Regions from separate parts of the Cricetulus griseus genome. Here all the other regions are linked to region 1. A link is a contact called in public Hi-C data. All regions are on one chromosome and are shown on one strand. The core of a region is the stretch at or near the end of the contact, and the rest is flanking DNA. Distances in the headings are between cores, read along the strand shown. Region 1 has its middle 5.9 kb from the start of Nfil3. Region 2 has its middle 62 kb from the start of Syk. Region 3 has its middle 110 kb from the start of Syk.

What was found. Hi-C and Micro-C count contacts between places; a contact is called where the count stands out from the background.
Region 2: a Hi-C map of the CHL-YN cell line shows a contact between it and region 1, with 4 times the contacts expected there. The contact joins two enhancer-like sites. A contact is called at or near these places in 7 of 8 Hi-C or Micro-C datasets (the CHK-Q cell line, the CHL-YN cell line, the CHO-K1 cell line and 3 more).
Region 3: a Hi-C map of liver shows a contact between it and region 1, with 4 times the contacts expected there. The contact joins two enhancer-like sites. A contact is called at or near these places in 3 of 8 Hi-C or Micro-C datasets (the CHL-YN cell line, the CHO-K1 cell line and liver).

The regions. Positions count from the first base shown.
Region 1 is chr3:271,942,360-271,945,053 of CriGri-PICRH-1.0, reverse strand. No RefSeq gene overlaps it. Among named protein-coding and RNA genes, the nearest start is that of Nfil3, 5.9 kb to the right of the region's middle. Within about 2 kb of position 1,308, at least 1 of the 6 cell types and tissues checked has open chromatin away from gene starts, as enhancers often do.
Region 2 is chr3:271,595,740-271,598,433 of CriGri-PICRH-1.0, reverse strand. No RefSeq gene overlaps it. Among named protein-coding and RNA genes, the nearest start is that of Syk, 62 kb to the right of the region's middle. Within about 2 kb of position 1,338, at least 1 of the 6 cell types and tissues checked has open chromatin away from gene starts, as enhancers often do.
Region 3 is chr3:271,642,378-271,645,071 of CriGri-PICRH-1.0, reverse strand. No RefSeq gene overlaps it. Among named protein-coding and RNA genes, the nearest start is that of Syk, 110 kb to the right of the region's middle. Within about 2 kb of position 1,336, at least 1 of the 6 cell types and tissues checked has open chromatin away from gene starts, as enhancers often do.

The DNA.
Region 1 (2,694 bases), core at 59-2,558:
CTCCCCAACACCCTCTCCTCTGTGCTTTAGGAAGCACTAGTCTTTTCAGTGTGTGTGGGGGGGAGGGGTGCGTGCCTGTGCACATGAGTGTACAAGTGTGGGTGCCTGCACCTGGCGTGCTCATGTGGAGGCCAGAAGTCAACACCGGCATCTTCCTCAGCTGGTTTTGGAGACAATCCTGGAACGTGGAGCTCACTGACCAGCTAGAGTGACTGGCCAGTGAGTTCCATGTTCCTCTTGTGTCTGCCTCCCCTGTGCTGGGCCCACAACACTATAAGCCTTGTGACAGCAGAGTTCAGCCCTGACAAGAAGGTAAGTCAGGAAGGAGTCCCCAACACTGACAGTGTCTCCCTGCGAGACTGAAGGGCCTCGCTCTGTCTGCTGCTTTTAGTGAAGGGTTCCTTATCAGAAAACGAATTTGCAACAATGGAGCTGAGTTTGATATCTGTTTTCAGGAAGAGAAAGAACTTGGTTGGGCCTAGGTTTCCCAGAAATGGGAGCTGGAATCATAAAGGACTTCAGGGAGGGCTGGTCCCAGAACTGCAAGAAGGATGGGAAGGGGGGAGGGGAGGCACAGAGGAAGGAAAACACTAGGACCAGGGAATTTGGTACCTTGCTGACCAGACCTCCCCAAGACGCTGAGGTGTTCTGCCTCTGTTGCTCACAATTCGTCTGGTGATGCTCTGTGGTTCCTGAGGAAAATGACACCTAGTCCTGGCATAAGTTCCTGGGGACAGGAAGTGTCCTATCTGCTCTGGGTCTATAAAATCCAGCTTGCTGCAGATTTTATGGAAAGCCCAGATGAAAGCCCCAGAGTCAGACTTGCTGGCGGTGATTGGAGACATTAAGGCTCCAAGATGGCTGCTCGGAGGGCAGGTAGTAAGGCCTGGGATTCCTGAACCTAAGGGGTTCCAGGAGAGTTGTGCTGCAACTTGACACAACCCAAGTGTCCTGGCTAGTTTTATGTCAACTTGACACAAGCTAGAGTCGTCCAAAAGGAGGGAACCTCAATTGAGAAAATGCCTTCATAAGATCTGTCTGTGGGCCATTTTCTTATTTAGTAACCATGGGGAGGTTCATGTGGTCTCAGCTTTGGCCAACTTACTTGAATTCATTACTTTACTTGTTATCATGATAAAATGCCTGGCAATAAGCAATGTAAAGGAAGAAACATTTCTTTTGACTTAGTTTTAGAGAATACGAGTTCACCACAGCGGGAAGGTATGGTGGCAGAAGTCTGAGGCCCTGGTCATTACTGCTCTGTAGTCAGGAAGCAGAGAGAGTGAAAAGGAAGTTGGCCGGAGCTATCAAACCTCAGACCCACCCACAGCAACCCACTTCCTCCAGCGAGGCTCCTTACCTAAAGGTTCCACAACACTGCCACTAGCTGGAGACTAAACTTGCAAAGCCAGTGGGGACACTGCATTTTGAGATACAGCACTGCTGGACCCCGGGGCACACCTGTCTGACTCCAGCTAAGATGCTTCCTAGCAGGGCTTCCCTGGGAAGGATGCGGGCTTCACACTAGCAATGCACAACTCCCAGAGCTGAGCCTGCTTCCTCGACACACCCATTGCCTGTCTGCGGAGTGGCAAGGGTGGGAGTCCTCATTACACGGGATGTCCTGATGAGGGTGTGAGCTTGCTGTGGCTGCCTGGGCCGCTTCTTACCATTGCTCTTCTACAGACAGAGCTGAAGCACAGACTCTGTGTGTGCAGCTCTACTCTGCTGCTTTTCAGATGAGGAAACTTCAGGATTTCGTGTCACTCAGAGTCCCGGCCAAGTCCCTACAGTATTTCTTTTATTTATTCTCTGGAGCTGGAGCTGGAGCCCAGGGCCTTATGAGTTCTAGGCAAGCACTCAGCCACTGAGCCCCAACCTCAGAGCCACTAAACTGACTCTTACTGTACATGTGACATTGGTCATTAAAAAGCTCAATTGGGGACCACTGAAATGGTTCAGCGAGTGAAGGCACTCGCCCCTAGGACTGGTGATGTGTGTCCCATTCATGATCTTGCACCCACTTCTAAAACTTCAGACAAACTCTTCCCCTTCAAGAAGTGCTCTGTTCCCTGCCATGGGCTAAAAGCTGTCTTTCCTCTGACAGCTGGAACATAGCCTGTGCTTTCGAGTGACTGTTATCACACTGTGAGCGTCATCTGGGTTTGATTTCAATCCACCATCACTCCCCATTCTCCCACAAATCGATGAGCCTGGCTTGCCCAGAGTGTGTCAAAGGAAAGGAAGAATGAGGTCTTTGGCTGTAGCAGGGATTAGGAATTCCTGAAACTTAGAAGGTGTTCAATAAATGGAATAATCAGTGACCTGACACCCCTGTTATTTCTGGGATGCTGTCTTGTAGTCATAGACACTCACTTGTTCAGTGGAATTGAAGGAGGACCTGGCAGTGTCTAGCTAGTCTACACACACACACACACACACACACACACACACACACACACACACACACACACACACACACACACACACACACACACACACACACACACACACACACACACACACACACACACACAACACACACACACACACACACACACACACACACACACACACACACACACACACACACACACACACACACACACACACACACACACACACACACACACACACACACACACACACACACACACACACACACACACACACCACACACATACACCACACACA
Region 2 (2,694 bases), core at 89-2,588, 350 kb after region 1:
AGGCTATGAAGTCCAGCAAAAGTTCCAGTGTCTCAGAATGCAAGAGACATTTTTGTTACAATGCAACACCAGGGTCCTTGACTTTGCTCTCAGGGTACAGAGATGATGGGATGTGCTAGGGGTCTCCTGCACCCCAAGCAGACTCCTTGACACCTGTCTTGTGATAACCTCCTCCGTTTTCTCTTGGGAGAGTGAACCAATCCCCTGGCAGACACTGTAGTCACCTTTTAGCTTGTTAACTCAGAATTATAAAGGAGCCCAAAGGGATGAGGTAATGACTTCACGTCCACTTGAATGCAGCCATGTGGGTGCCCTAAGCCAGAATCACATCCCTCCCTCCATCACAAACACTTCAAGGCCAATCATCCAGTCATCGGAGAATCCAGTCATCGGAGCAGGAAGAAAACTTGCCAAGGGGCCACTAGGGACACCAGTGACATCAGCCCATGTCCACCCTTTGATCTCAGGTCTGTGATCTCTAGTGCCAGGGTTTTAATCTTTGATGTCTCCCACAGACATTTGAACATTGGTCCTAGCTGCTGGTGGTGTTTAGAGAAGCCATAGAGCCTTTAGGAGACGAGGTCTAGGTGGAGGAAACGTTATGAGGGTTGGCCTTGGAAGGTTATGCCAGCCTCCTGGTTGAGTGCTTTCTTCATCTTGTGGCTCACCTCGATGTGAACCAGCTCCTCTGTATGGTCCCCTGCCTGTAACTGAGCTTCTCAGCCCTGCCTTCCCCCTCCACAAAAAGCCAAAGCCCTGAAACCATCAACTAAAAACAAATCTTCCATCCTTTAGGCTGCTACGCCAGATATTATGGTCACAGTGGTATGAGTGACTAAAACCAGCGACGAGAGAGACACTCATTCTGAACATCTAACTGAGTCCTTGGGAGGATTCTAGCGATTATGTGAAACACTGAAGAGTGAGCTTGGCTGCCTAGTGCTGTGCTCAGGCTCCTGGCACTGTCATTAGCCCTAGTCCCAGGTAGCTAAAGGACAGTCTGTGTAGACAAACACATCTCTGCAGCACCTAAGATATGCTGATCTTCCTGGCATTTCTCAGATATTTTCTTCATTGTGTCAGGAGGATCACTCATCTTTGCTTTTGACTCATGTCTCAAAATCAAGGAGAGACATAAGCTGTTCCTCTACTGTGGTTTTTGAAACACAGCTGGCATGCCTGAGCGTGAAAAGATGCTGGGGCACTAGGTAGAAATGGGGCAGAGCTCAGAGCCAGGGTCTCACTCTATGCCAATCTGAGAGCATCTCAGACTTCCTGGGTACCATTTCCTCACCCAGAAAGCACAGGCTGTGCTTGTCACCTCCCTGGCTCCTCCCTGCTGTAAGCCTGAATCTTCTGGGCTGTAAAGATCCATGAGTCACTCACTCAGTGACACACAAGCTCACTGCTTTGTTTTTCAAATACTTTCTCTTGGTCAAAATCCCAGGAGCATCAGCAAGCCTAAGTATTCTTGTTGTCTGTGAGACCTCTGGGTAGGAGTGACATGTCCTGATGTTCTAGTAATTAAGAGAGACTCTGGAGCAGAGACCAGGAAGCTGGGATGTGGGATCCCTTCCAGAATAGTCTGCACCCCGCCAATGTTTATCAAACCCCCAAGATTACTCCATTTTGATGTTAACCTAGCAGAAATAAAATTGTGCCAAGTGGACCACCCCCTCTTTTCTTTGAGACAGGGTTTCATGTTGCCCTGTCAGGCCTGGATATCACGACGTAGCTGAGTGCAACCTTGAACACCTGACTTTTCTGCCTCTGCCTCTCGAGGGCTGGGAGAACAGGCATGCACCTGCTTTTACTCAGAACTGGGAGCAAACCTAGGGATTCATATCCATTAGGCAAGCTCTCTACCTACTCATCTACCTGCCACCACATGTCCAAGTAGACTTTTTTAAAGTAAATAAACAGATCTGTTTAAATCCCTTCTCAGCAGTACTTTGATGTCCAAGATTAGAAATTGCTTCCTCGAATATAACTTGGTATATTATTTCTGCACCGGCTGGAACGTGATTTCCTGCTGTGTATCCACTTGGCAGTGCTTACTCTTATTAAACAGGTACTTTGTTAGGGAGGAAGTCTCTCCATTTCCTGCCTGTAGACCAGGTGGCACGCTTGTCTGAGGGTCTGCTGCCACCTACTGGAAACCTGAAGAGTAGCATCACATTCAGAGTTGGAAATTCCTAAGGGCAGGTGGAGGGAGGTCCTGTCCAGAATGGAGAGTGGCCCACTGGCCAGGCATGCCCATCTTTGTGTTAGGGGCTTGGTGCTGTTCTCATCTTCCTCTTCTTCCTCCCATCTCCTCCCATCTCCTGGCAATGCTTGCTTTTTTAACTCGGCTCATGCTAAAAGAAATGAACCAGAGGAGGGAATGGCTGCCATCGGGACATTGCTTCAGAAAACACCTTCATTGCTTCAGGAGGTCCTTATCTGTGTTACCCATCCTTCATGTCCGCCACATGACACGTGCGGGGGTGCGGGCTGGCCTGATGTCTGTTGGGGTGGCAGGGACAGCATGTTCCGGGGCTGAGAGTCACACCATGGGCCCCAGAAGCCCTGGTACAAGGCAAGGAGCTGAGGACTGAGTACTGGACTTGACTCCCTGCTGCTGTGTGCCTTCTGAGGGGACCACAGTAAGATGTGCCAAGGGCACACTCAGAGCTGGCAGCTAAGGTGCCTCAC
Region 3 (2,694 bases), core at 87-2,586, 300 kb after region 1:
GACAGAATCCCTGTGTCCTCAGTATAGGCTCGATGTCCCCAGAGTATTTCACCCAAGTCAGCAGCAACTACTCAGAGAAAACCAAGAGCTTGGGCCGCTGTCTTGGTGGGCTTTCTGCCACCTCCAGAGGCAACCGCATCGCCTCCAGACTTATCCTAAATTTAGCTGGCACATCTTTAGGTACTAAGTGTTCCCAGTTAGCACCCCGTGTTTAATCTACCCTGCTAGGTCTCCTGGTCTCTGGGTTGGGTCATGGTGGGAACTGACAGACAGCCCATCTGAGCTATGCAAGTGCCACCGCTGAGTCGGTCCCCCGAAGTTGTACGTGAGTGGCCACTGTGGAAAGTTCTTGAGTGAAGAAGTCGTGCAATCACCTCAGGCTCGGGCCTTGAGAACCTGCAAGAAGAACCTTGCATGTATCTTTCTTCTACCTTCAAAAAATGACCAAAGCCTTTGACCAGATGGCTGTGTGTGAGGGACAGGAGAAGTCCTGATGTCACCCAGGATAGACTGGGGGCTGGTCTGAACCCACTTTGGACTGGGGGCTCAACTCTGGGTTGGGAGGGCTGGGGATAAATTGGCTTAAATTTGTATGTGTAGGTGGTGCTCCTGAATGTATTTCCGCATGACATGCATGCCATGTTTGTGGAAGCCAGAGAGAATGTCAGATCCCTCATAACTCTAGTTAGACAGTTTCGAGCCATGGTGTGGGTGCTGGGACTGGAATCTGGGTCGTCGGGAAGAGTAGTGAGTGCTTTTACCTCTGAGCCATCCCTCCAGCCCTGATGAGTGGACTTTTGACCTGGTTCATTTCATAATAGGCCCTTTGGTGTCAGAAGACCTTCTGTGCTTACCTTCCTGGCTCCCGAATACGTAGTTGAGCTGAAATGCTCACTCTTGGTGACTTCCTAGGGAACTGGCCACAAGATGATCATTAGGGAATGACAGTCCAGCTACAAATCATCTTTGTAACCATAGCTAGTCTTCTAGGGGTGGCCTTTGAGCTGGAGCAAACCCCTGCCACACACCTTTCATTTTGCCTGATAGGTTTTCTGTGCTCAGGTGAACACAAAACAACAGAAGCACACATTGCCATGGGCAAGAACAGGCTCCTTTAACAGTCTCCAGTACTGGATGGGAAACTCCTGAATTGGATGTCCTAGACTCTTTACAGCTAGGATTCTGGGGGAGGGTCAGCTGCTGTTATGTTCAAGGGCTGCCTGACAGCTCGAGGGACCAGGACTGGGTGTCTGTTTGCATCTACAAATAGGAGCCCTTGTTTAGTTCTACTAAACGACAGAATTATGATGACTTATTTACAGACCTTAATTAATTTAGTTTTCCATTGCAGAATTTGGCAACACTTCACGGCATGAAATAGACTGAGTTTGCCAATAGGCAGAGCTGAGGAGGCTGCTTTTATAACTGGAAAGGGGCCGAAGGACACAGAAGCAGAACACAAGGTGGATTGTTCATTTTTTTCCTTGTAAGGTGGACGATAGGCTCATGCTGCTGGCCTAATACTAGTTTACCTCAGGTTACTTTCTGTAAGGATTAGAACAGAGGGTCAAATTACCCGCCCCCCTCTGTATGTGTGTGTGTGTGTGTGTGTGTGTGTGTGTGTGTGTGTGTGTGTGTAATTTGGCTCTTAGCAGTTTTGATTTTCCAGAGGTCAGATAAACAACTCAGTTTAGGCTCAGTGCCGTGGATGTGGGCAGCTGTGGCTCCCACTGAGTTTGAATGTGCAGGAACCTGCTCCACAGCAACATCTCCCATGGTTTTTGTTGAGCACACGATCTCTGTGGTGCCTTGATGCTGCTTGTGACTTTTCCTGGACATGAGAACAAACTGATATGGTAGAGCAATATGTGCAGCTTAGTGAACCAAGAACTCCGGGAGTTACCTGCTGTAGGGGTATGTCTGAGGGGTTACCTCAGGGACATGGGTGACTCAAAGACACCTGCATCATTGAAAAGCCCTCCCCAGCATGGATGACGAGCCCTGCATGAGCTTCAGGCAGCTTGGCCAGTTGGAGAGCAGCTACTGTTACGTTAATACAACCTTGGCCGTGGCCATGTGATTGTCCTAAGTTTCTGAAACTTCCTGAAACACACACGCTTTATGTTCTTAGTCCTAGTGGGCTTCCCTCAACTCTAACACAGAATATTTCGATTGGAGGGAAGTAGCCACACAATATAGGTTCTGCAGTGATGGAGTTTAGCAGTTGTCACAGAGACTGTGGGATCCAGAAAGACAAAATTATGTCACCCTGTGGTCCTTCACAGATTGTCTTTGCTGACAGGCAGGGATGGAGGCCTGGCCTCTTCTTGTGTCTTCTCTTGCATTGTTAGGTCAGGAGGACCATGCCTTCTTCAGCAACTTTTCCAGGTCCCTCCTCTGATTTCTGAGTGTCAAGTGGAGTCAATGTTCCATGTGTTGGGGTATTAGTAGAATTCAGCTTGGCCCGGCTCCAAGAGTGACCTCAGAGCCCATAATCCTTATTGTTCCGAAAACCATTCCAAGAATCACAGCCTAAAGCTTGTTCCTTCAATGGCTTTTAAAACACTTAATTCTAAATACTAAGCCTTTTTTCCCCAGTCAAGTCACTGAAAGTATTTTGGCTTTCTGAGCTGACTCCTGATTGTGGCATACCCGAATCCTATGTTCCAAAAGCTGACATATATTTACAGCAGT